Linked DNA regions of Aedes aegypti: region 2 is linked to region 1. The links are chromatin contacts, called in public Hi-C maps. All regions are on one chromosome and are shown on one strand. Each heading gives the region's core, a stretch centred on a gene start, on an enhancer-like site or on the middle of the called end of the contact. The rest is flanking DNA. Distances are from core to core; before and after follow the strand shown. Region 1 overlaps LOC5570137 (kelch-like protein 5). Region 2 overlaps LOC5570136 (glutamate--cysteine ligase).

What was found. A called contact is a pair of places that touch in the nucleus more often than the background predicts.
Region 2: a contact with region 1 is called in a Hi-C map of whole pupa, with 1.6 times the contacts expected there. The contact joins two enhancer-like sites. A contact is called at or near these places in 2 of 2 Hi-C or Micro-C datasets (whole body and whole pupa).

Annotation. Positions count from the first base shown.
Region 1 is chr3:14,638,830-14,645,670 of AaegL5.0, reverse strand. All of the region lies in intron 2 of LOC5570137 (kelch-like protein 5), which reads right to left. Among protein-coding and RNA genes, the nearest start is that of LOC5570137, 16 kb to the right of the region's middle. Within about 2 kb of position 3,185, at least 3 of the 3 cell types and tissues checked have open chromatin away from gene starts, as enhancers often do.
Region 2 is chr3:14,680,378-14,687,564 of AaegL5.0, reverse strand. LOC5570136 (glutamate--cysteine ligase) reads left to right here. Exons shown (of 6, transcript XM_001653067.2): 3 at 3,763-4,060. The coding sequence starts at 3,799. Among protein-coding and RNA genes, the nearest start is that of LOC5570136, 12 kb to the left of the region's middle. Within about 2 kb of position 3,359, at least 1 of the 3 cell types and tissues checked has open chromatin away from gene starts, as enhancers often do.

The DNA.
Region 1 (6,841 bases), core at 1,936-4,435:
ACAACTTCTGTGAGAATCCCGGAAGTTATTTTTAGGAGAATTTATGGAAGAATTTCAGAAATATTTGCCTACGAGAAACTCTAGAAGAGTTCCTGCTGGAATTTGTACAATCATCCCTGGAGAGAACTCTTTCAAGGATTTCTGCAAGTATATTTTTTGTTCTCATGAGCAGTTATGTTGGCAAATTTTGCTGCATAAACCTTGGATGTTTAAAAACGGTTCTTTGCAAAAAATATTCTATGAAGATGAATGATGGAAACAAATTGTGAAAACTATAAATATAAGATTACTAATAGAATATTGGAAAGTATTTACTATGGAAAAAATCTACGTAACATAGGTACTATTGCTAGAACATATATTCGGTGTTACGTGATTACGTGAAATGCAACCTAACTATACATTTCGTGTTCACAAACGAACGATGTTGCCATCTGGAGAAAAAAAAAACTCGGTGAATGATGCATCGAAAATGTAGCATGAGAAGGTACAGGAAGTGCACTTTCACACTTTCCAATGGTTATATAAAATTTAATAAAATTAATAATCCAGTTAGAATGCTGAACTTGTCAATGGTGTCGAATTTGCGAACATGGGCAGTAAAGCACTGTTTCCCAACCTTTTCGGAGCTACACAAACGTCTTGCGGACCTCTAAAGACGGATGTTCTTGAGATAAATATTTATTGAAACATGCCGAAGCTTTCAAATTACTAGGCAGGCGCTCCTACAAATCACGTCTGTAGTATAACATAGATCTTGATGGCGAACTCGTCAATGCAAGAATTCTTCCTCGATCCTTTGGGAAAATCCGCTAGAATTGAGCCAGAAATCATCCATCAATCCTGACAAAATCCAACAGAAAATCATGCAAGGCAAGTAGTATTAATCGCTTGGGCACCTCCATCACTCACCTTAACAATGGGGTCTTTTCTCCATCTAATTGTATAAAGCTTAGCAACTAACCTCACTTATATATGAAAGTTTGCTGTTAGAAAGCACTTCAGAACGACACATATAGGGTCAAATATGAACTCAGTAGGTATATAACAAACTCTGTGGAAGTGAAGTTAAAGTGCCAAGAATAAGATACATCTTCATACATGATGGGAAAATTTCAAATCTCGCTAGCAATTTGTCAAAAATATTCCGGAGTTAAGATGAAGATGAATCGAAGCCAAACTTTAAATTTTCAAGAGCACGGATCTGGGAAACCAAACACCCGTTTAAGTTGAAAACTTAATCGATTGGTCACTAGCTGGTGGTGGTGATTCGGTTTCAGCTCAAACGGGTGTTTGGTTCTCCAGATCCGTGCTCTTGAAAATTTGAAGTTTGGTTTCGATTCATCTTCACCTTAATGGTTTTGTTTTCGCCTTGTTTAATACTTACAATGACCAGAGTATCTCACCATGGATCTTGCAAAACTTGCCAAGGATTGAGCCGCAAATATTTCAGCAATTTTCTATGAAATACTATTTCAAATTTTCAAGGTCAGATAAGACAAGCTCAGGTGTATAGAATTAGAATGGATGCGCATTGAGTGATTATATCTGACTCGCAATCTGACATAATGACATTTTTATTATTTTCCAGTATATCCACAGTTGAAAGAAACAAAATAGGTTACAAATACTTAGGATTTTTTTTTCACTTCATTTCGTCCGAACAAATTGTTCATCTATAAAAACTGAACATTCATTAAAAATCCGAAATTTTCCTGTAAGCATTGTTTTTGCAGTACTGAGTTCAATAAAATTCTTTTTTCTATCATCGAACTGTAGTTTTTACAAATCCTTCTTCTCATAGAAATCATATGTGATTATTCTTACGCTTGGAAGCATCAAAGCACGGATAATCATAATTATCTCCGCGTTGCTCTTACTCCGGCTCCATTGTAATATTGATGTAACAAGATGAATCGGCCAAAATGCGTTTCTGAGTTTGATAACATCCCATCGATTGCGATCGAAGTCGAATCCAATCAGTACGGTGTGCGAAATGCAAAATAAAGCCAAAAAAAGAAATGTGCGCTATATCTGCTGCATCATACGCAATGCATCATTGACACGGTGTATCCATCGGTCCACATTTGAGAGCTGATACAATTATCATTATCAGCCACAAGTGCATCATGCTCCCCCGTGGCCGGCCAATTAACCGACACGCGTTAATGAAAAAACACAAGGGGGTTTCAGTTGTCGGTTTTACGGATTGATGGCAATTTGGGTCATGTCTGGTAAGGTTTTGTTGATCGATTTCTTTCTTTCGATTTAAACCCCCAAACGTTTCTCCATGCCCCGTATACACCGGCTTCATTTCCATGTCAAGTGTCGGGAGCTGTTTGCAACTTATTTATAACATGGTAGTATAATGAACATACATTCCATGGGCACGCGCTCTAATCATACACCGGGAATCAAACCGTCAGATTTATAAGGGTTATCATCGTACGAGGTGCTGTGAATTATAGAGTGCTTCGTAATGTAGCGAAATTGTGTTCTACCCGGCTGGTGGTGATTTGCTTCCTGGTTTGCCTTTTATAGACAGGAGGAATATAGTTTTGCGTCAGCTCGTCCGTTTTCTTAGGTACCTACTACTGCTGATGGATGACCGAAACGAGTCGTTTGAATTATTTCGTGAACTGGAGAAGAATCTTTCCATTTATTTGGAAGAGCTCAGGGACTAAGGCACATTATTTGGTTTTCGTGGGTGCTGACCAACAGGGCGGTAGGGTGAACCAAAAATTTAAATTGCTGTTTCACGAGGATTAAAAAAGATTGAGTAAATATCACATTTGTCCGAGTTGTGCACCTAAATAGTTAGGTATATAGACTATTTTAGTCGACTGTTTAATGTGGAGCAGCCTAATTTTATACTTAGCAGTCTAAACTTTCATTCCAAAGCTCTAAATTCCTCTTTCCATATGAATCTGCGCTTTGGAATGCTGTATACACGAATTAGTATATCAATAATATCAAGTATTCTCCGATTATTATCAACTTCCCCAACTTCACCTAAACAGGAAAACTAACGACCCCACTCTTTTGAGAGAATCACCGCGCCAGTTTACATGTAGCAGACAGAAAGCCGTTACAAGCGTTTTCCTGTTGTTATGGGTTTCTTCGCCGCGTTGACGAATCCTCGCATCACGTCTCTGACCAGACCGCTTAGCTATCATGCGCCAACGGAGCGAGAGTAAAGATTCTTTGTTTGCAAACTTGCCATGATGACCAAGACCCTGCCCTGACTATGTATACAGGTTCACGCGGTTTGTAAAAGTAGCGTAATCGACGCGACGCGGTAACTATTCAACCGCGAACATGTGGACCCAATACATGGAACGTGCTAAATTCGAACGCAGTTCGTAACGATCACGTACCTACCTATGACTCTGGATCAATAAAAAGATAAAGTAGAATTAACATGAAACAATCCAACATATTATAAATCAATAAAACAATTTCACTTAAGTAAATGAAAAAAATAGTACTATACCATTTAATTCCACTAGAGTTTGTATCGTTTGACAGATACGCGTATTCCGACCTCAACTCTAAGGCCGGCTTTTCATTTACTTATACATAGATATTTCAATAATCAACTCAAAGATTTATTATAATTTTGCTTAGTTCACCTATTTTTTCTCATTATTTTTAAAGTAGTGGAACTTAGTAGAAATATGGTAGTGTTGTTATCTTAGCAGTTTTTGTCGGTGATAAAGAGTTGCCGAAAATACAACCGTACTGTACAGAAAAATATTCGACGATGGATGTAGAAATGAACAAATAATTCGAAAAAGAATAAGGAGCTGAAACAATTGCTGTGTAACAAAAATAACAATTAAACATTTGCAGTAGATACAATTATTCTATAACAATGGTCTATCGAACTTAGCGCCCTGTTGAAGAGATATTTCCGTGTACATTGTTTTCAGAATGTCTATGATTAGTGAGAATTCCCCATGGAAGATTTGCTACTTCTTTGTGTGACCGAAGTCTTAGGTATTAAATCATTTGAGAGCTCTCAACAGTCTTGTGTGACGATGATTTGACTAAAAAGAAACAGCTCTACTTTCATGAGTAGACATTAGAGTTTGACATGAATAATTCAATCTAAAACAGTGGTTATGACCGTGCAGGAGATCCATAAATGCGTTCCATGGAAATCCACTAGGGTCTCGCTCAGAATTTTGAAAATTTTCATGATCTCGCTACGAATCTACAAATGAAAATGTTCCTAATTAGGTCAAATAATTACAGACGTTAGCATGATTGGTGTGAATAAAAAGAAAAAAAGATTATCCCTTGTACATTAACCGTGGATCTTCTGATCCTGAGGCCCAAACCTGACCATCATCTCTATTTTAAGCCGATGGTGATGGACTGTAGGGTTCACAGAGTGCATTCGTGTTGGCAACCCTATGAGAATTAAGAGTATAGAGTGATACATATTCAGTTATTTCACAATGATAATCGATTCCTACATAAAAACGATGTATGAACGGATTGTCCGACATTTCCCCGATAACCATTTCCCCGAATGCAATTTCCTCGAATAACGTTTTCCCGAATGAACTATTTCTCTGAAAATTATTTTTCCGAATGTACCATTTCCCCGAAAAAATCTTAATGTAATTAACATACTAAAAGCTATCCATGGTCCTGCTTCCAGAAAGTATTTAAGGTGTTGGCTGATGTAAGATTAGAAGAAAATTGATTAATTTGTTATAAAAATCCATGTGTTTAAAGTTACAGATGTTCCAAATAATGTGCCACGAGCATTTCGCTCAAAACAACTTAGATTTATTTTTGTGATAGCCTGATGACAAATGCGAGCACATGATAGGCAGTTTCATTGGAAGCGGTACCCAAGTAACCAATAAGCATTTCAAATAGCACTCATACAGCATACTCATACTCATACAGCTTTGAAACTATAGCTGCCTTAAGTGCTTCACCAAAGCAGGTTTTGGCGAAATAACGGGCTGCTTTAATGCTACTCCTTCAGAAACGTTGTAAATTACTGTCAAAAAAGAGTAACGCCACCCATGAAGAGCAAAACAAAATAAAAATACTGTCCATCTCCATTCTCTTTCTTCCTTTCTCTTTCTGTCGCCGTTGCTATTTTTGATGTTTTTGTTGATCTGGTGCAGTTTTTTGTTGGCTTTATTCTAGATTGAGATTCGAATTCATGAACTGGTGGATAGTAAAGTATTAACGATGGTGCTCCATGCTGCAGAATATGCCACAGAAGGTTCAGTGCCGAGCGATAATTTAATACCGTACTTAAGCTACACCCGATGATTTGTTTCTGAGCAATTGGATGCAGAATATGTCAGAGCGAGCTTGGTATCGTTCTAATAAAATTGAAGATGATTGAAATTGTGCAAATGGTTTTATTTCCCCGTAGAGCTTCAGCTCTTAATTCGGCTGATATTTTTTTGCATGCAACTAAAGAGTTTATAGAAAGAAAAGAAATCACGTTTTGGTTTCCGCAGTGGCCATCATTTTTTTTATTTCATCAGATGGCAAAGCCATTCCACACATGAGGCATTGGTATGAATGAGACGGAACGCTTTTATAATTAGTAACATGCAACCTGTACTCTTCATTCCTGACACTTGTACAGCAACAAACAAGCATTTCGGCTGCTCAGAACTGAAAACAACCCTTGCAATGAAAATGCTTATTAACGACAAAATGATTTAAGATAGCAGTGCTTCTGCTGATTTAAGACAGCTAAGCAATCAAACTGCTCAAATAAAACATAAAGCAGATCAAGTGCTATAAGCATTCTGCTGGGCGGCTTATTCAAATGCTTGTCGGTTACCTGGGTATCTTTGAAGTATAGTTATTTGGCCTATGAACTTTGGACGAATGAACATTCAGCTTAGTTTTGCCTTCTTAGAATAATAGGCTGTTCATTATATTTATACTGTTCCAATATGCAGTGACACTTAGCTGATAACCTTAAATTTTTGCTTCTTTTAATAATAGGCTGTTCTTTCACATTGTTTCGCATTATTACACGAAGATGCCTTATTTAGCCAAACGTCTTCATGCCATATGTCCACTAGGTTAAACGTAATTTCACTATACTTAATGACAGTAGCTACAGTGAAACCATTTAAGGATCAATGGAATCTATTATATCTTGCACTACACTTGTACCCGAGTAGCACACATGTTGTAATTGAGCATTATCAACTAATATATGACTAAATCTGGTCATATATAGTTTAAAAATACACTTTTATAGCATCTGTTTTGCTTGGGTAGATACTTCTAAAAGACAACATGCTTCTTTATTGATTTTCTGACAATCAATATTTGTTTTCCAGATAAAAATCTTTTTATGTCTTGGATAGAAACAATTTTTCCGAAACGTTCCTTATTGGGACATCTAGTCAAGCAGCAAAGCTTCAAAGAACTGCTTACGATGATAAGAAGGTAAGAGTTTTAAAATTATCAACTATTTTGATGCCAATGATTATTAGACAAGTAATATAAAGAATAACAACCTGTTCTAAAGAAGGGATGTTTATAAAATTGAAAGCAAACCTTTTACGTTCTCAGTTGTAGTTAAAAAAAACACATCTGCTTATGTTTTAAAAAACACAGACTTCTAACGCGAAACGGAGTGCTGAACTGTCAGATGCGTCCAAAATCAACTAATGTCGAATTCGTTTATGAGTCTAGGCACTTCTTCATATTATTATTGGCATTAACATCCTCACTGGGACAGATCCTGCTTCTCAGCTTAGTATTCTTATGAGCACTTCCACAGTTATTAACTAAGAGCTTTGTTTGCCAAACTTGCCATTTTCGCATTTGTATATCGTGA
Region 2 (7,187 bases), core at 2,110-4,609, 42 kb before region 1:
TTTCTCCATAGTAATTTCCATATAAACCTACATTGTCTTTGGGCCACCTTTAAATCACCACCTAGAATGCTGAAAATTTCACAGAAAACTATTTTTGTGGTAAGGATGGTAATAAACATATGGGAGATTGGATTTTCAAACATTTTCAAATATTGAATCGCCCTAATGTACCTACTGCTCAGGATCGAAATTAATTATGTTTGTGAGTGATTTTGAAAACGAACACTTGAATAAATGGATTCATGCAATGAAATCTATATTCGGTCGGTGTCTTTTTTATACGTTTCGGGGTTTCGGAAGATCTAATACAGTGCTTCCCAAACTTTTTTAACTTTCGCCCCCTTGAGGCCAATATTTATCTGGAATCGCCCCCCTGATATGTGATTCAAATATTTTATCTAAGCGATGCACACCAAAAAATGTATAGGTACTACTCGCATATCCATAGAACCATAATACAATAACTATTATACACGCTTAAAAATATTTTCTTGAATATCGATAACCCACAAATATAAGCAATGATTAACGAAACTGTAATTTATAAAAGCAATTTTAACAATATATTGCGTGCATTACAGGCTGCTGAATCAGTTTCCGATACAAGTTAGGCCCAGTTTCAACTATTTAAATGTAATTCATGCATAGGCACCATGGGGGTGAAGCTCTCAAAAATTGAATCAAATGAAATATATTCCGAGCAAACGCACTTTTGAATTTGTCATATTTGGGTGAACTGCATTGATTGCAATTGTGCGTTTTTGGAAGGTCTTGTTGGAACCCGATTTTTGGCTGCTAAATTTTTCAAAATTTGTAACTATTATGATTTGTATCGTAAGAAATTATCTCATTCTCATAATTTCTGACGATACAAATCATATTAAATAGCAAAAAAAATGAAAAATTTGCAACCGAAGCTTAAAAATGGGTACTATATATATATATATATATATATATATATATATATATATATATATATATATATATATATATATATATATATATATATATATATATATATATATATATATATATATATATATATATATATATATATATATATATATATATATATATATATATATATTTTTTTTTTTTTTTTTTTTTTTTTCATGAAAAGTTAATGTATTTTGTACAAAAACCTCGCTTTTCGTTCACAACGGCAGAGTGGTGGCTCTGATGATGGCAAACCGCGCGACGACTGGAAGGTTAAAGAAATATTAGCTTCCTAACCTAAAAGTCCCCATACAAAACAAAAGTTCCATATAGAAAATATTTACCATTTGAAAAATTATCTCAGATACATGTTGTGTACATCCAAAATATGTTGTGTGTTTTAATTGTTATCTGTGACTAAAAATTCCGACCTTGTGAAAATCTCAAATACCAACCATTCTTAAAACTCACATGATATTAAAAAACCTGAATGTATAAAACTAACATTTTATGTCTGACAATCATCAAGTGTTGTCTACCACAACTTTAAAATGACCATAATTAGAGATATACCGATTCAAGGTAAAATAGTCCTGGAATTTGGTTTGTTTTGTATTGATTAACCTTCAGATGTGTTTCCTCCAAAGGTTATAGGTAATTATTTTCAAATTCTCCCGTGTTAGCTTTTTTGCCCCCTTTCTGGATTTTTCGCCCCCCAAATTCTGTTTTACAAATTTTCGCCCCCTTGAGCATGAAAATCGCCCCCAGGGGGGCGAATTCGCCCACTTTGGGAATCACTGATCTAACATAATTGAAAAATCAAGTATACAAAGATATTCATTCACATAAGTTATTCAAAATTCTCTAAAAGCACTTTTATCAATCGTGTATAAATTATTTTATACAACAAGACTGATTTCACTGACTTACAGAAAAATATTCCGCTCAATTATTCCACAAGTAAAAGTGACATTTTGTTCTTAGGAGATCAGCTGTCAAAATAACTTTGGTAAAAATCAGATTTTTTCTTGAGCACTTAAATGCTTAAACAATCACAAATCATCTCAATACGTCCATGTTGTGAAAAATGTGTCAATGATAAAATTCACTGAAATCTGTCAAAAACCAATTCTATTGTTTACATTAGAAAAGTTTGTTATATTTCTAACAAAAAAAAAACAAGGAATAAGTACTTTGTGTAAAAAAAACTGGAAATACATTTTGTGGCTGTTGAGTTGCGTGAGCTACAACTCAAATGTGGAAAATCTCAAGTATGAGAAATGAGAATTTGAGATTTTTTCAACGCTGGAAACAGTTTGTATGTGATGAAAAACTGTGGACAAGTAAGAGTAAAATATTGCTACGTTGAGGAAACGCCAAGTGGGCTCTTAATTTCGACCCATAATTTTATACAACAAATTTTACTCAAAAATGAGAACTAATTTGGTGTGTATCACTGTACCAAATTTCTTAGTAAAGGAATGGGGAAGATAATTTAAAATTTCCTATAAATTCGGAAAGTGTAACTAATTTGGTACATGTTACATCATTCATATAAGTAATCTTTGCATTGGGTCTGTTTCTTGCGTTCTTGGAAAATAATGAGCATATATCGTGATTCATAAGATGGGAGCATTAAATATGATCAGCCAAACTCTAAAACTGAGAAAAAAAAAAACTGTTTTTTAACAGATTGAACATGGTTTTATGTATAGTCTGATATAAGATCTTGCTTATGTCACAAATACGATTGTGTTACTTTTTCTCGAATGCCGTTTCCCCGAACGCTAGTTCCCCGAATTCCAATTTCGCGTATTACTCGTTTCCAGAAAAAAAAAATGTAGGTAGTTCATGTAGGAACAAGAATAGATTACATCAACAGGTGGCATCCCAACTAGATTTCGTCCCTAAAATAGCAGTAAAGCTGCATGAAGGATTGTTTACAATGTTTGATGAACGTTTCATTCTTCAGTTTTGTCATCATAATATCAAATCAGTAATCCACTCGAGTTAACCAGAATTGATAAAGCTGCTTTTGGGTGACTTTATTTGTATATTCGCAAAAATCCAATACATTGATTACTAACAATTATCTATTCTTTCTGAATTCACGAAAATAATCCTTTTGAATAGGCAACCCACAATGGGTAACAACTCTCATATGCAACAAAGCAAGAAAGCATGTTCAAATCCTATTTGGTAATGCCAGCGCTTTCAAAAGGAAGACACATTCTGTGCCATCAATCAAAGTATAAAAGATGTGTCCAGTGTGATCAGAATTGTACTCATCATCTAACCGTCGTTGTCGTTTGTTTGGGTTGGAAAACACGCTCGCCGCGTGATTCTTATCATCAGGCGGGGCTATATCTGGTCACAAACCGCATACCTAAGCTTCGTTAAATTTGTTTGGTGCTTTATTTTGTGTCTACTTATTACGATGTTTTGTTTTGCGTTTTTTTTAAATCGATGAGCAGATCCTGGAACAGTCAGGTTGTGCTCGCTAGCAGTTTATATTTATACTTATTCCAGATGCTGAGCACTTCAATGAATTTTTGTTCTGTGAACTTCCCCCGATGCAATTACCTTATCATACAGGGTAATCATATGATTATGTAAAATTTCATTCACCTTTCAACGTTGAGTAAATAATTAAATAAACTGTGTCCAACATTGCAAGAATGTGATTGATCCGTCGAACAGCTCTGGGAAATTGTAGCGCTATTATGACACACGGCATTCGATAACTTTAGCACTGACGATTCAGCGAAAAATCGGCCAATTCCTACTGACATGTATACATTCTGTTGGTCATCAATTCTTCCACAGTAATAAACGAAATTCAACAAACAATAACGCAGCACGATGGGACTGCTGAGCGAGGGAAGTCCACTGAGTTGGGAGGAAACGAAAGCTCTGGCGCAACACGTGCGTGAACACGGTATCGAACAGTTCATCAACTTGTACGCCCGGCTCAAAGATCGGCAGGGCGATGTGCTCAAGTGGGGCGATGAGGTGGAGTACATTATCGTGCGGTTCGATGACGAAAAGAAGGAAACGCAGGTGTCTCTGCGAGCTCGTGAATTGCTGGCCACCCTCAACGAGAAGGAACACGCCGATCCGACAGGTGAGTGAACGATAAGGGCTTGATTGTTGAATGGTGTTTTTAAGGCGAAGTAGGCCGTCATTGAAATTTGTACGCGTTGTTGATGATTGTTGCTAATTTATCTCACGATTTCGAATCAAAGAAAATCAGTTCTCGCGAAACATTACTAAAGGACCTATCTAACATTGAGAGGCTTTCTTTGTTTACTTTCTCTTTCATTAATAACTGAGTCACATTAATCTCTTCTGTTGCGTTTTTTGTATGAAACGCTAGTCAAGGAAATTGACTTTCGGTCTATAGTGAAAAACTTCCCAAAATCTTTAGTGTTCCACTGTTATAATCGAAAGAGAACGAGAGAGGAGAGAATCTCTCATTTGTACATAGGTCCTTTAGTAATGTTCCGCGAGAGTTGGTTTTGCACTGACATACCTAAAAAAGTATCAGCATACTTTATCCATGTTAGCACGTACAGTGATACTTTTTCAAGTCAATATAAATTATCAAGATTGAGTTTTATCACTTTGAAATGCAAGCCTAAAAGTCATCATTGATGCCAAAACGAATGACGGGCTAGGGTAAAAGCACCGGTTTTGGCCAGCCTAAGAGAAAATGTCAATAAAAACTGAATGGGAAGCCGTATTTATACAACAAATATGTCAAATGCAAGCTTTCAATCCAAATTATATGTGTAAAATATCAAAACTGAGCCAAACCCATTTTTTTGCTTTGAAAATCCCGTAGGTCAATATAGGCCAACGGAACCAGTTTCGGCCAGAGATTTAACTTCGGTTCCTAAATTGGTCAATTACATTGATTTCTCATGAGAGTGGCCAAATTAGGAGTGCCCTGGCCAAATTAGATGTATGGGAGTTAAAATTATAAGGAAAATTAATTGTTTTTCTTATGTTTTGAATCAATTTGGACAAGTAAATGAATGTAGCTCTATCATATGAATGTGATCTACTGCACACAAACGGTTTCATGGTGATTGGCTATGTAAAACGGTGTATAATCCACTATGGCTACAACTGGCGTATGGCCAAAACCGGTGCTTCTACCCTACTTAACCTTAAACATGCACAGCCCCAAAGCTTAAATTGCTGTCATATTTGGGTGAAATCATCTGGATAGGGGAAGATTCAAATATTACGTCCATAATTTGTTCGGGATTTCTAGACCCCCCACCCCGTTCCCTCTCTATCTCGCTTTTTTTTTAATACATAATACATGCACTGTCCATTATACATGCACTGTACATATAGGGGGCCCAGATAGCCGTAGCGGTAAACGCGCAGCTATTCAGCAAGACCAAGCTGAGGGTCGTGGGTTCGAATCCCACCGGTCGAGGATCTTTTCGGGTTGGAAATTTTCTCGACTTCCCAGGGCATAGAGTATCTTCGTACCTGCCACACGAAATACGCATGCAAAAATGGTCATTGGCATAGTAAGCTCTCAGTTAATAACTGTGGAAGTGCTCATAAGAACACTAAGCTGAGAAGCAGGCTCTGTCCCAGTGGGGACGTAACGCCAGAAAGAAGAAGAACATGCACTGTCACACTTCCATAGAAACCAATGGATCTCTTCCAAAATTTTTCAAAACATTCCTCCTCCTTCGAGATTTTTCCAGGGATTCCTTAATCCAGGAATTATTTCAGAATTCACTCAGCCCCAAAATATTTGCATAATTTCTGCCAACAAACATATTTTTCGAAGACTTCTCAAGAAATCAATCGATGAATTTCTCAAGAAATATCTTCATAAGCACTAAGAATCACTTAATGAATTGTCCAAGGCGTTTGCAAGCTTTCTTCAAATCATACTACGAATGTTTTAAGGATTTCTTCGAGTATTCTTCTAAGAAATCGTCACCTTCATGTATTTCTCTATGTATTCTTCAAGAAATTTCCTCAGGAATCCATTCTCGAAATCGTTTAGCAAAAGGATTCTGAATGCCCCTAGGATTATTTTAAGATTCTTATGAATCATTTTGAGAGACCTTGAAAAATTCATCCGATTTTATTTTATTATTGTTATTTTTATTTTATTTATCTTTTTCTTCATAGCATAATAAATGGCTTTTCCCTGTACATCATTTTTTATATACTTAGGGTATTCTTCTAAATTTTTTCCTAGGTATTCTTTTTAAGAGTCCTTAGAGTACACCTCTAAGGATTGCTGATTACTCCTGAATTGTTTACCAGAAATCAGTTTTCGTATTCTTCCAACGATTACTTCTAAGAATTCAAGTTACAATAACTATAGGGATATTCTTCAGAACCTCTCAAAAAAATCTGCAAGTGACACATATTTTGTTAAGAATCATCATCCTAAGATTTCTTCAAACACTCTTCTAAAACTATTTTGACATTTTTCAAAGAATTCCATTTTGAATTCCTCAAACTCATCTAAGCATTCCTAGCTACATAAAGTTTCCCAAAAAAAATCTACTCGTTTTCTTTTAGGAATTGCATTTAGAACTCCTACCAAGAAATTCACCACAGATTCATTCGTCAATTCATCTAATCATATTGCTACGAAATTCCTCAGATATTCATAAAGATTATCATTGAATGCTTAGATTCTTCAAAGTATTCCTTTCTGAATGATTTATTTCCACAATCAATTAAGGTGTCTAATAGAGTTTCAAATATATCCTCTATTGATTACGTAGAATTCGTAGAATTCGAAAAATCCTGTAGGTATGCTTTTTTGGGAATCCCTGGAAGAATGATTTAGGAAATCAATCAATTACACAGCGAAACACGTTTTTGTCTCAAGAACCAAAATACCGCCATTTACTTAATTAAGGGTTGTCATCCATTGCCATCCAGGGTTGGAAATCTATTTCCGTTTCAAAAATATCATACCACGTCTATTTTTTTTTTTTTAGGTTGGCTGTTGAAAATGCAAAATGTCTCTATTTCAACCAACTTGCATGCATGTTTGCCTGCTTGTAAGCCAATTTATTTGCTCAATTTGCCGCAGAATTCAAACTCTTGTATTGACAAGAGTCCTGGGTTTGAATCCCAGCTGAGCACGTGGATTTTTTCATAATTTATTCTAATTTACCATGCGTAATGGGTTAATTAATTTAAAGTCCATAGTACTTTCGATGCTCAAAATTTATTTTTTGATGGTTTAGAAAAGT